Linked DNA regions of Danio rerio: region 1 is linked to region 2. Evidence: chromatin contacts called from public Micro-C data. All regions are on one chromosome and are shown on one strand. Each heading gives the region's core, a stretch centred on a gene start, on an enhancer-like site or on the middle of the called end of the contact. The rest is flanking DNA. Distances are from core to core; before and after follow the strand shown. Region 1 overlaps otud7b (OTU deubiquitinase 7B). Region 2 holds the start of otud7b (OTU deubiquitinase 7B).

What was found. Hi-C and Micro-C count contacts between places; a contact is called where the count stands out from the background.
Region 1: a contact with region 2 is called in a Micro-C map of caudal fin, with 8 times the contacts expected there. The contact joins the enhancer-like site here to the promoter of otud7b in region 2. A contact is called at or near these places in 4 of 18 Hi-C or Micro-C datasets (caudal fin, embryo, hematopoietic stem cells and 1 more) and 1 of 4 datasets of contacts at active chromatin or transcription factors (caudal fin).

Annotation. Positions count from the first base shown.
Region 1 is chr16:50,442,703-50,448,194 of GRCz12tu, reverse strand. otud7b (OTU deubiquitinase 7B) reads right to left here. Exons shown (of 12, transcript NM_001077744.1): 9 at 5,461-5,492; 10 at 5,065-5,179; 11 at 1,302-1,380. Among named protein-coding and RNA genes, the nearest start is that of mtmr11, 25 kb to the left of the region's middle. Within about 2 kb of position 1,729, at least 3 of the 62 cell types and tissues checked have an H3K27ac peak or open chromatin away from gene starts, as enhancers often do. A contact at or near this core is called in caudal fin, where this site is marked.
Region 2 is chr16:50,396,242-50,401,974 of GRCz12tu, reverse strand. It overlaps otud7b (OTU deubiquitinase 7B), which reads right to left and starts at 1,905. Exons shown (of 12, transcript NM_001077744.1): 1 at 1,796-1,905. rbm8a (RNA binding motif protein 8A) reads right to left here. Exons shown (of 6, transcript NM_001013345.1): 5 at 3,412-3,548; 6 at 2,869-3,256. The coding sequence ends at 3,211.

The DNA of each region.
Region 1 (5,492 bases), core at 480-2,979, 46 kb before region 2:
CAATATAAAAATGACTTAAGATTGAGATAAATTTGTATCATTTTTCAAGGAGACAAGATGATTCTTCTAAAACATAAATTAAATAAATTAATTTTAAAAAGATTTGACGCATACTCATATTTTTTTTTTTTTTTCGGCTTAGTCTGTTTAATAATCTGGGTTAGCCACAGCGGAATGAACCGCCAACTTATCCAGCACGTTTTATGCAGCGGATGCCCTTCCAGCCGCAACCCATCACAGGGAAACATCCATACTCACTCATTCACACACATACACTATGGACAATTTAGTCTACTCAATTCACTTGTACAACATGTCTTTGGACTTGTGGGGGAAACCGGAGCACCCAGAGAAAACCCACACGTACACAAGGAGAACATGCAAACTCCGATTTGATGCATACAATTGCTCAAATGTATCATTTTTTTCTGAAATAATATTATTTGCATTTTGATATTTGATTACTATTTAAAACAAATCATTTAAAAGTGAATAATTCTAGTTCAGGATCATAATAATAGTCAGTTATAATATTGGTACAATATAGTACAATAGTTTCATAGTATAATAAAAAAAAAAATACATACACACCAATATCTGAGAGTACTCATGTACAATGCACAAGTTATAAAAATTCTTATTTTTTTTAATTATAACAAACTTATTAAAAATAAAAAACATGAAAAATCACATGTGCATAAGTATTCACAGCCTTTGCTCAATACTTTGTTGATGCACCTTTGGCAGCAAGTACAGCATCAAGTCTTTTTGAATATGAGGCCACAAGCTTGGCACACCTGTCTTTGGGAATTTTTGCTCATTCCTCTTTGCAGTACCTCTCAAGCTCTATCAGGTTGAATGGGAAGCGACGGTGCACAGCCATTTTCAGATCTCTCCAGAGATGTTCAATGGGATTTAGATCTGGGCTCTGGCTGTGCCACTCAAAGACATTCCCCGAGTTGCTGTAAAGCCACCCCATTGATATTTTGACCAACAATTTTTAAAAACTTTTTCACATTGTCATAATAGGTATTAGAATGTTGAGGAAATAAAATGAATTTAATCAACAAAAACTAACATTGTAACAAAAAAAGAAAAAAAATGTGGAAAAAGTGAAGCGCTATGAATACTTTCCGGATGCACTATATATTTATAGTATCCATAGGGCACGCAGTGTACTTTTTAAACTGTCAGAGTAAATTGTTTACAAAAGATTTCACGTTGACATTTCACAATAATTTCACAATAAACCAGTTCAATTCTTGTTAGCATGTCAAACAAAGCAAGAAGCTCACCTGTACCTCACAGGGCAGAGGAAGCCAGGTGACAGTCATGTAGCAATGCAGCAGATGGAGCTTGGCCTCCAGAGATAAGGTTACACTGAAACCAAACAACAGGCAGATCAGAGCAATTCAACTCACTGCAAATGCAGAACCTAAAATGACTCACAACAGCAAAGAATTCAGGAACATTTATGAAAAGTACATAACATTGGCAAAAGACAAGATTTGAGATGAGATATTTAGGTCAAATCTACAACAGGATAACAAATGTGAAAACTGAATGAGAGGGAACTACAACCCTCAACTGTAAGAGCTTTTCTGTGTTCCATTCATAGCAAGCATTTAGGATAATCTGCATTAAAGAACGAAAGTTGCTAATCTTGAGTGTTGGCCAACAGGGCACAGTCCCAGCGGGCTCCACAGGGCTAATGCCGTCATTATGCTCAGACATTACTTAACTCTGCTCTAAATAAGTCAGAGCTGAGTCATTTGGCGCTTCATGGTCAAAATAATCAGAATACTTTGAAAACATTTTTTTTCTGAGCACAGCTACAAGCACAACACAGCAATTACAGGAATGTTCTTGGTTTAAAACAAGTGAAAATCTATGGATGGCATCTTTGACGTCTACTAAATACCAGAGAAAATAATTTAATCTCATCCCAAGTTTATATTACCGTGCAAAAAATAGCAAAACATTCTAGCGCATGTGCTACAGTAAAAATGAAAGCTACCAATTTGTGCTTTAAAACCCTCCAGGACATTTCACTTCACACTTAAAGGGATGGTTCACCCCAAACTGAAAATTCTGTCATCATTTGCTCACTTGCTTCAAATCTGTTTAAGTTTTTTTCTTCTGATGAACACAATAAAAACCTGTGACCATTGACTTCCATAGTATTTGTTTTTCCTTCTATGGAAGTCAGGTTTTCAGCATTCTTTAAAATATCTTCCTTTGAATCAACAGAGGAAAGAAACTCAAATAAGTCGGTAACAACTGAAGGGTGAAACAATGGAGTAAATGCTTGTTAATACAAATTTCTAATCAGCCAATCATATGGCAGAAACTCAATAGAACTCAATGCATTTAGGCATGTAGACATGGTCAAGACGATCTGCTGCAGTTCAAACAGAGCATCAGAATGGGGAAAAAAGGTGATTTAAGTGACTTTGAATGTAGGATGGTTGTTGGTGGCAGACGGGCTGGTCTAAGTATTTAAGAAACTGCTGATCTACTGGGATTTTCACGCACAATAATCTCTAGTGTTTACAGATAATGGTTTGAAAAAGAGAAAATATCTAGTGAGCGGCAGTTCTGTGGGCTCAAATGCCTTATTGATGCCAGAAGTCAGAGGAGAATGGCCAGACTGGTTCCAGCTGATAGAAATTCAACAGTAACTCAAATAACCACCCGATACAAATGAGGTATGCAGAAAAGCATCTCTGAATGTACAACACATTCAACCTTAAGGTGGATGGGCTACAGCAGCAGAAGACCACACCGGGTGCCACTCCTGTCAGCTAATTCGACTACAATTCACTCAGGTCACCAAAATTGGACAATAGAAGATTGGAAGTTTGGAAAAAAGTTGCCTGGTCTGATGAGTCTCGATTTCTGCTGCGACATACGGATGGTAGGGTCAGAATTTAGCATCAAGAACATAAAAGTATGAATTCAACCTGCCTTCTATCAATGGTTCAGGCTGCTGGTGGTGGTGTAATGGTGTGGAGGATATTCTCTTGGCACACTTTGGGCCCATTAGTACCAATTGAGCATCGTGTCAACGCCACAGCCTACCGGAGTATTGTTGCTGACCATGTCCATCGCTTTATGACCACAGTGTACCCATCTTTTGAGGGCTACTTCCAGCAGAATAACGCGCCATGTCATAAAGCGTGAATTATCTCAGACTGGTTTCTTAAAGCATGACAATGAGTTCACTGTACTTAAATGGCCTCCACAGTCACCAGAACTCAATCCAATAGAGCAATTTTGAAATGAGGTGGAACGTGAGATTCGCATCATGGATGTGCAGGCGACAAATCAGCAGCAACTATGTGATGCCATCATGTCAATAAGGACCAAAATCTCCAGTACCTTGTTGAATTTATGCCATGAAGGATTAAAGCAGATCTTAAGGCAAACGGGGGTCCAACCAGGTACTACTAAGGTGTACCTAATAAAGTGGCCGGTGAGTGCACATATTCTTGCTTATTCAAAAAATGCAAGTTAAAACTGTTGTCTGTTGACATCTGTTAGTATCTCACTAATGCTGTCTATTTTATGCATGAGCAGAGGCTTTCAAACTAATTAATTTCCAATTGATCAGTTAATTAAACAAGGAGAGAAGAAAGGCGCAACAGTAACTGGAGCACAGAAAGCGACAAGCACAAAAACAACAACACAAAAAAGCTGTGAAATGTTGATGTTTGTGCAACTAAAACATTACAGATCTCTTGAACCATATTGTTAGGCATACTTCAGAAGGCAAACTCATGCTACAAACCATTTTGGGTCACACATTACCAATGAAACCTTATTATAAAGAATTTGCTAACATGAACTAATAATGAACTAATAACTAATTTATTAATCAAAGATCAACTTTTAATAAAGCATTATAAACATCCAAAGTCATGCTTTTTAACATTAGTTAATGCACCGTGAGTTAACATGAACTAACAATCAACAACTGTATTTATATTAATTAACATTAACCAACAAGAACAAATACTGTAATAAATGCATTGTTCATTGTTTGTTCCTGTTAATAAAAGCATTAACTAACATTAACTAATACAACCTTATTGTAAAGTGTTGAAATTACACTACCTGACAAAAGTCTTGTCTTCAATTCAAGTTGTAAGAGCAACAAATGATAACTTGACTTCTAGTTGATCATTTGAAAAGTGGCAGAAGGTTTTTCTGATGAATCATGTTGAACTGCATTACAATCATCACAAATACAGCAGAGGACCTATTGAAAGGGGCATGGACCCAATATTCTCTAAGAAATCAGTCAAGTTTGGTGAAGGAAAAACTATGGTTTGGGGTTACATTCAATATGAGGCGTGCGAGAGATATGCAGTGGATGGCAACATCAACAGCCTGAGATATCAAGACATCTGTGCTGCCCTTTACATTACAAACCACAGGAGAAGGAAAATTCTTCAGCAGGATAGCGCTGCTCCTCATGCTTCAGCCTCCACATCAAAATTTCTGAAAGCAAAGTAGGTCAAGGTGCTCCAGGATTGGCCAGCCCAGTCACCAGACATGAACATTATTGAGCATGTCTGAGGCAAGATGAAGGAGGAGACATTGAAGATGAAACCAAAGAATCTTGATGAACTCTGGGAGTCCTGCAAGAACACTTTCTTTGCCATTACAGATGACTTTATTAATAAGTTATTTGAGTCTTGCAGAGATGTATGGATGCAGTCCTCCAGGCTCATGGGAGTCATAAACAATATTCATTCTGTTTCCACTGCTCCATGATTTTATATTCTATACTGGACATTATTTTTGTTAAGTGACAAGACTTTTGATTAAGCAAAGTCAGATCTTACTGTCCTGATTAAATCATTAATAATCAAGGCATGATCATATTTTATTTTGGTAAAATAAGTGTAATCTAGAGGCCTTTCCCTTTCATATTAGCCATCTCTAATACCAAATAATCAACTAAAAGTCAAGTTATTATTTGCTTTTCCTAAAACTTGGATAGGCGACAAGACTGGCGTAGTGTCAGGTAGTGAACAATAAAACAAATGAAATGTTTACCTTGCTAGCATCACATTGTCATTGTCATCTTTGCCCCATTCCCAGTCTGCCCCAGGATCCACAGCAAAGTGCAAAGGCAGCATCTTATGATCTGAATCTGTCAGAGGGATCACCACTGTGGAGGTTTTTAGCAAACAAAAGGTTACAAACGGTCAGTGCAATCTGAAAGAGGCTACTTTGCAGTTTATTTGGCTTATATACACACACAATGCAGTATTAAACTAAGCTGCAAATTTAGTCTTAAATGGATCATCATAAATGCTTTCTGGCAATCCTAAATTGCTGTTTTTTTTTTGTTTTGTCTTGTTTTACAAAGCTGGTTTATCAGGCAAAAATAGCACACTGCATGCACCATAAAAATGCAAGCAGATTTGTTACCTATAAAGCACCCCTCACCTTGTTCTTTGGAACTGTCTTTCTGCTCCATT
Region 2 (5,733 bases), core at 656-3,155:
TTTACATCCCTGAAAATGGTCTATATAATCAAATAATAGTAATATCATAAAGCAAATCTGTTTAATTAATAAATATTACTGTGCAAGTACACCTTCAACATAGAATATATTCATTCATCGAGCTAAAACTACACAACAAATCTAATTATAGTACAAAGAGACAGATTATTCTTCCTAATAAATATATTTGTAATATATGTTGAAAGTGTATGATATTAACCTCAACAATAACAGGCAGATAAACAATACACTTACACATAGAGGCAAAGTTGGATTTATATTCAGATATTCAGGCATTCTCCTTAATATAATTTCAGAAAAGCTTAGCAAATTAGCAAATTCTACATACTGAAATCATATTATTACTACCATTAATCTTAAAATCATATTATTACTACTATCATATTATTAAACTATTCTATAACTGTAACAAGAGGCAATTTAATCAAACCTTAATATTAAAGCAGCTATCACAGCATTATCAATATGTGGATATTTTTGGATTCTTGGAAGCTTTGGAAGTTAAAAATGTAATACAGGTATTAGGTCAGTTACTGTTTACATTCCTCAAAATGTTCTTGATCTTCAAATAATAGTAATATCATAGATCAAATTGTTTAATTAGTAAATATTACAGTGTATAAACATATATTTTCATTCGTCCAGCTAAAACTGCCCAACATATTCAATTACGGTACAGAGAGATAGATGCTTTTTCCTAATCAATACATTTTGGAAGTGTATGATATTTAGCTCAATGATGACAGGCAGATAAATAATACACTTACAAATACAGCAAAAGTTGGATTTATATTCGGATATTCAGACATTCTCCTTAAGAATATCATTTCAAAAATGTATTCTTTGTAAATTCTAAATACTGAAATCATATTAGCAGCTGATGACCATCAAAGTAAAACATTGTTTGGTCAATTAGAAAGTGATAATGTTGATTTGAAATTATACTTCCATGCTAATTCTGCATGAATATTCAAATTAGCGTGGTAAACAATACAGAGACAGTTAAATGAGCTAATGTGTGAATATAAAACCAACTTTACCTCAGTCACTTACACACAGTGGAAACGTATGGAACACACGCTGTATTCAATATAACGTTACAAACTATAAAACAGATGCTAATCAAATATGATTGACTGGTCCGCGTACAATACAGAACACACAGACATGACAACAAAATACCAGTGAGGCATGAAGGGTCAAGTGGAAGAAAGGAGAGACATGCTAGCATTTGATAGCCATTTAAACACAATTAAGTTCTTATTCTCTCAACATTTAAAACTGCACACTTCGTCCATCTCGAAAACTGTCATTGCTTGACCAGTTAGTTAGCAGCTCGGCTAGCAGACAGTATGAGTGTCTCCCAAAGTTGCTGAGGTACAAATACTGCGTTAGCTCAATTACTGTTACCAAATGTTCTCGTGCACAATTTAGAGCGACTGATGAGACTTGTAACAAACTTTTATGGTCTGTACACAGCTAGTTTATCTAGTTTCATCAGTTAAAGAAGGGTCAGTCGTGGTCCCCTCGGAGTGTCCAGCCTAAAACATGACCTAACGGCCAACTTTCCTTTATTAACGCTCTACTTTCACACAGTTTTTCAAAACATAACGTATAAACCGGAGCCAAACTATTGATGTAGAGGAAATAACAGACACTTTGCTTTCATCACAGACACTCAGGGGCTGGAGAAAATCGACCCGGTTCCGTTACAAAACGCTCGTGAGGGTTTTTCGGGCTCGCGGAGCTAAAGCTAATGCAGTTGCGCGCTTACCTCGAGCGGCCTCGCGGAATTTCTCTCTCATTTCCTCCCACTCTTGGCTGTTCGCTCGCAGAAAATACTTCCTCTTGGGTTGTGTGCTATTGTTGTGTTATGTAAATATCAAAGAAACGTCTTGCTTTTTGTCTTATAAAGACTTGACGACTAAGTACATTCTTACTCCCACAACAACAACGTCAAGGCGATACAAATCCGCCCATCTAAGGAAACTCAACTAGCCGTGTCGGCCAATCATCGAGCGAGTTGAGGTTGACAGGCATAGACGTGAGCCAATGACAGTTGGAGTTTCCTCATTAGCTCCGCCTTCAGGCTGTAAATGGCAAATGTGAGGAGAGAGTGGGATCTCAGTATTCCACGCTGGTTGGTTAGCCACATTGCACATGATGGGCATCGGTTAGAGGAGCCTATGAAAGAAAATCGGACCCGAGTGACAGTGACAAAGCAATAAGCACCAATTTTATTTAAGGGGACCGGCTTAGTCACGATGTGATTTGCTGATGCTGGAAAAACGTCATCATTATATTGTCTGGTTAATTCCACATGCTCCCCCAGCATGACCTCATGGGTTATTTTTGCTATGAGATAAGCAATCATTTCTGTGGAAAACAAGTGGTCTAAAAATTTCCTAACAGAGATGTGGCATTGTTTACTGAATAAAAGTTCTAGTAATAAATAATTTCATCAATTTTTAAACAATACAACACTCAATTTTAAGTAATGAACACATAATCAGCTACCAACATTAATAATTATATAAAAATTCCTAATCTGTTAAATCATACTTTGGAACGATAAGATTATTTAATATTTAGTTCAGAAAAGGCAAAGAGCATATGATGATAGACAACATTTTGAACTCAAGAAAAAAATATATTTTTAATTTCCTGCTAAAAATTGGACCAAAGTAGAAAACACCTCAGAAGAAACTTCATTTTACACATACAGTTTGTCGATTCAAGCTATTCATTCTTATACTAGTTAATTACTGCATATATTTGAGTAAACTGTAAGTATAACCTATTTTAAAAAGGTGCTAAAATGAAAAGCAGGACAGCAACAGATTTTAATCCAAATTAATTTATTGGAAATATACAGATCACTACTCACAACAACGAGTTTCAATGAGTGAATACATGTCAATCCACATACATTTTAAAGTGAACTTCCACTTTGTACAAAAAAAAAGTAAATAAAATGGTGTTGAAAATACCAACAGGTTTAACATGTACGTGTCAGCAACTTCATTAACAAAATGCCACCAGGCAGATGCTGAAAAACTAACAATTACGAGGAAAAAACCCACTAAAACCTTTATTTAAAGAGATACACTTCAATCTGACTCCAAACTGTGTTGAAAAATGATCCCACAGCGGCTGGGAAACAGACACCGGAGGCAAACAGGGGTAAAATCAGCGTCGCCGTCTGTCAGGACTCCTGCTGCGCCTCCTTCCACCCCTAGAGGAAAACACAACAGTCCATCAGTCATGTTGTATTACGGCCTGTATCATTACCAAATCCAATAGAAGACAAATCTCCAGTACAAATGAAGTTTGCGAGTGAAAAGGCCTGAGTATATAAATCCAGTTTAACAAGATAAGAAACTGACTCACCTCCTCTTGCTCTTCGGGGGTCCCCTTACAAAGCACCAGTCAACACTGATTGGTTGTCCCATAAGTTCTTGACCATTCAGACCCTCCATTGCAGCCTGTGCTTCTTTGTAGGTCTCGTACTCCACCAATGCATAGCCCTATGGGGAAAAAAATAAAAATAAATTAAGTTTCATTAAGTTAACTTTATTGAATGTATGTTTAACACTGACAGCTTCAAATAAAATACCACAACTGTAATAAATGTACAGATAAACAACATACAAAAATCATGAAAATAAAGTGAATGTTTTAAACTATGTATGAAAAGGGTTGCCTGGTTTTAGAACGGTCTCATGAGTCTTAAAACAGCCAAACTAAACATTTTATGCTTGAAAAAAACCTAGAAATACAACTTCAATAGTTATGAGTCACAGCAAATGATGAGAAACATCATAAGAAAACAAAATAAATAAGTTTGTTGTAGTGACAATCTGCAATATCAGCTTGCTTATTATTAAAGACAACAATTAGGATAATATCATAGACAAAATACTTCTAATGTACAACATTTAAACTCTCCAATTTATACAGTATGCCCAAGATATTATCATAATGCAAATTAACCAGTTCAAGAGTATATTTTTAATGGAACATGATTAGATTTCTTAGATATGAAAGTTTTGAATAATCAATACTTAATATGACATGTAAACAATGCAGACAGAATGAGCTTTAAAATTTATTATAAAAGCAAAATTCTAAAATGGACATCTCTGGACAAACAAAGCCGTTGCAACTAATGATCCGATGAGAAATTTCAGTAGGCTCCATAAGAAACAGCAATATAATCAAATGAAACACACAGTCAAGTCAAACTGTGTGTTCTGTATAAAACACCACCATCTGCTGGACAACATCGAGAACATGCACGATTTCTGATTCATCAATTCCTCTACATAAGAAAAATTATTTTTCCAGTAAGGGAAATCTACAACCACTTAGAGTTACTGCAAAAGTTTCCACCGGTCATATGAAAGAACTTTTTTCCCTCCTAAAGCAAATATATATTTTTTATACACAAACACATATACAAGTCTTTTTACTAAGGGTGTCACGATCCTCCAAATCCTCGATTTGATTACATTTTCGATTCTAAAGGCACGATTCGATTTTCTAATTTTTATGAATAATTAATTAATTAATGACCAATTAATTATTTGTAGCCTACCGTTTAAACTACCTGACCTGCATAGTCTTTGTTTTACCGATAAACAAATCATACAGTAAATGAATAAAGGCAAGATACACACATAATTACCACCTGTCAATCACTTTTTCTGCGGGACTCGTGAATAGGCAGTGATTGTGTCGTTATAATGGCATCTGTAAAAAAAGACGCACATCCAACAGGAACTAGCCAACAGTATCTGAGGTGTTCGCTAAAATGACTAAGTACAAGTGAGTGAAAGATTGAAGCAGTCCTCTGACTGCCTGGACCTGCTGTCTCGAGCGCATGGCTGTGTATGCGTCTGTGTCTGTGTGGTCACCTGATGTGCATTGTCAGAGGTAGAGAGGAAGGAGGGCTGCTCAGAAATGCTACACGCCACTGTGGATGTCAAATCGTTGTCATTCTAAAATGCCATTTAAAAACAAAGACAGTGTAAACAGGGCCTGAGTGTGTACTTTTCGCAAGCGGATTTGCAACGGGGGCGGGCGGAGGATCGCGATGCCGGTGTTGTCTATCGGACGAAACGTACGCAATACGTACATAGCAGAGCTTGCAAAACTGTGTTTTTTTTTGACAACACGAACGTTGTCAACATAACTCACTGGAAATCCTAAATGCTTACACACCGGCGACTTCATTGAAAGAGGAGAGGGTTTAAGTTCTGTCGACGGGTCTGCTGCTTCTGCAGTTTAACAAGCACTTCAACAAGCCTGTTTTTTCCCGCTTGGCAAGCCAAGCTGATGTGACATGGGGGCGTGGCAGCCTCAACGATTCTATTTTTTGATTCGATAATCGAAATTGAGCATAAATTTCGATCGATTTCGATTAAAAATCGAAATCGTGACACCCCTACTTTTTACCCAGACTATCATTACATACACTGACTTTATTATTTTATTTATTTATTCACTTTTATTATTAACTTTATTAGGTAGACCTGTCTAACTGCTCATTAACACATATTTCTAATTAGCCAATCACACGGCAGCAACTCTCTGCATTTAGACATGTTCAAAACGATCTGCTGGAGTTCAAACCGAGCATCAGAATGAGGAAGAAAGGTGATTTAAGTGACTTTGAACATGGTTGTTGGTGTCAGACGGGCTGGTCTGAAT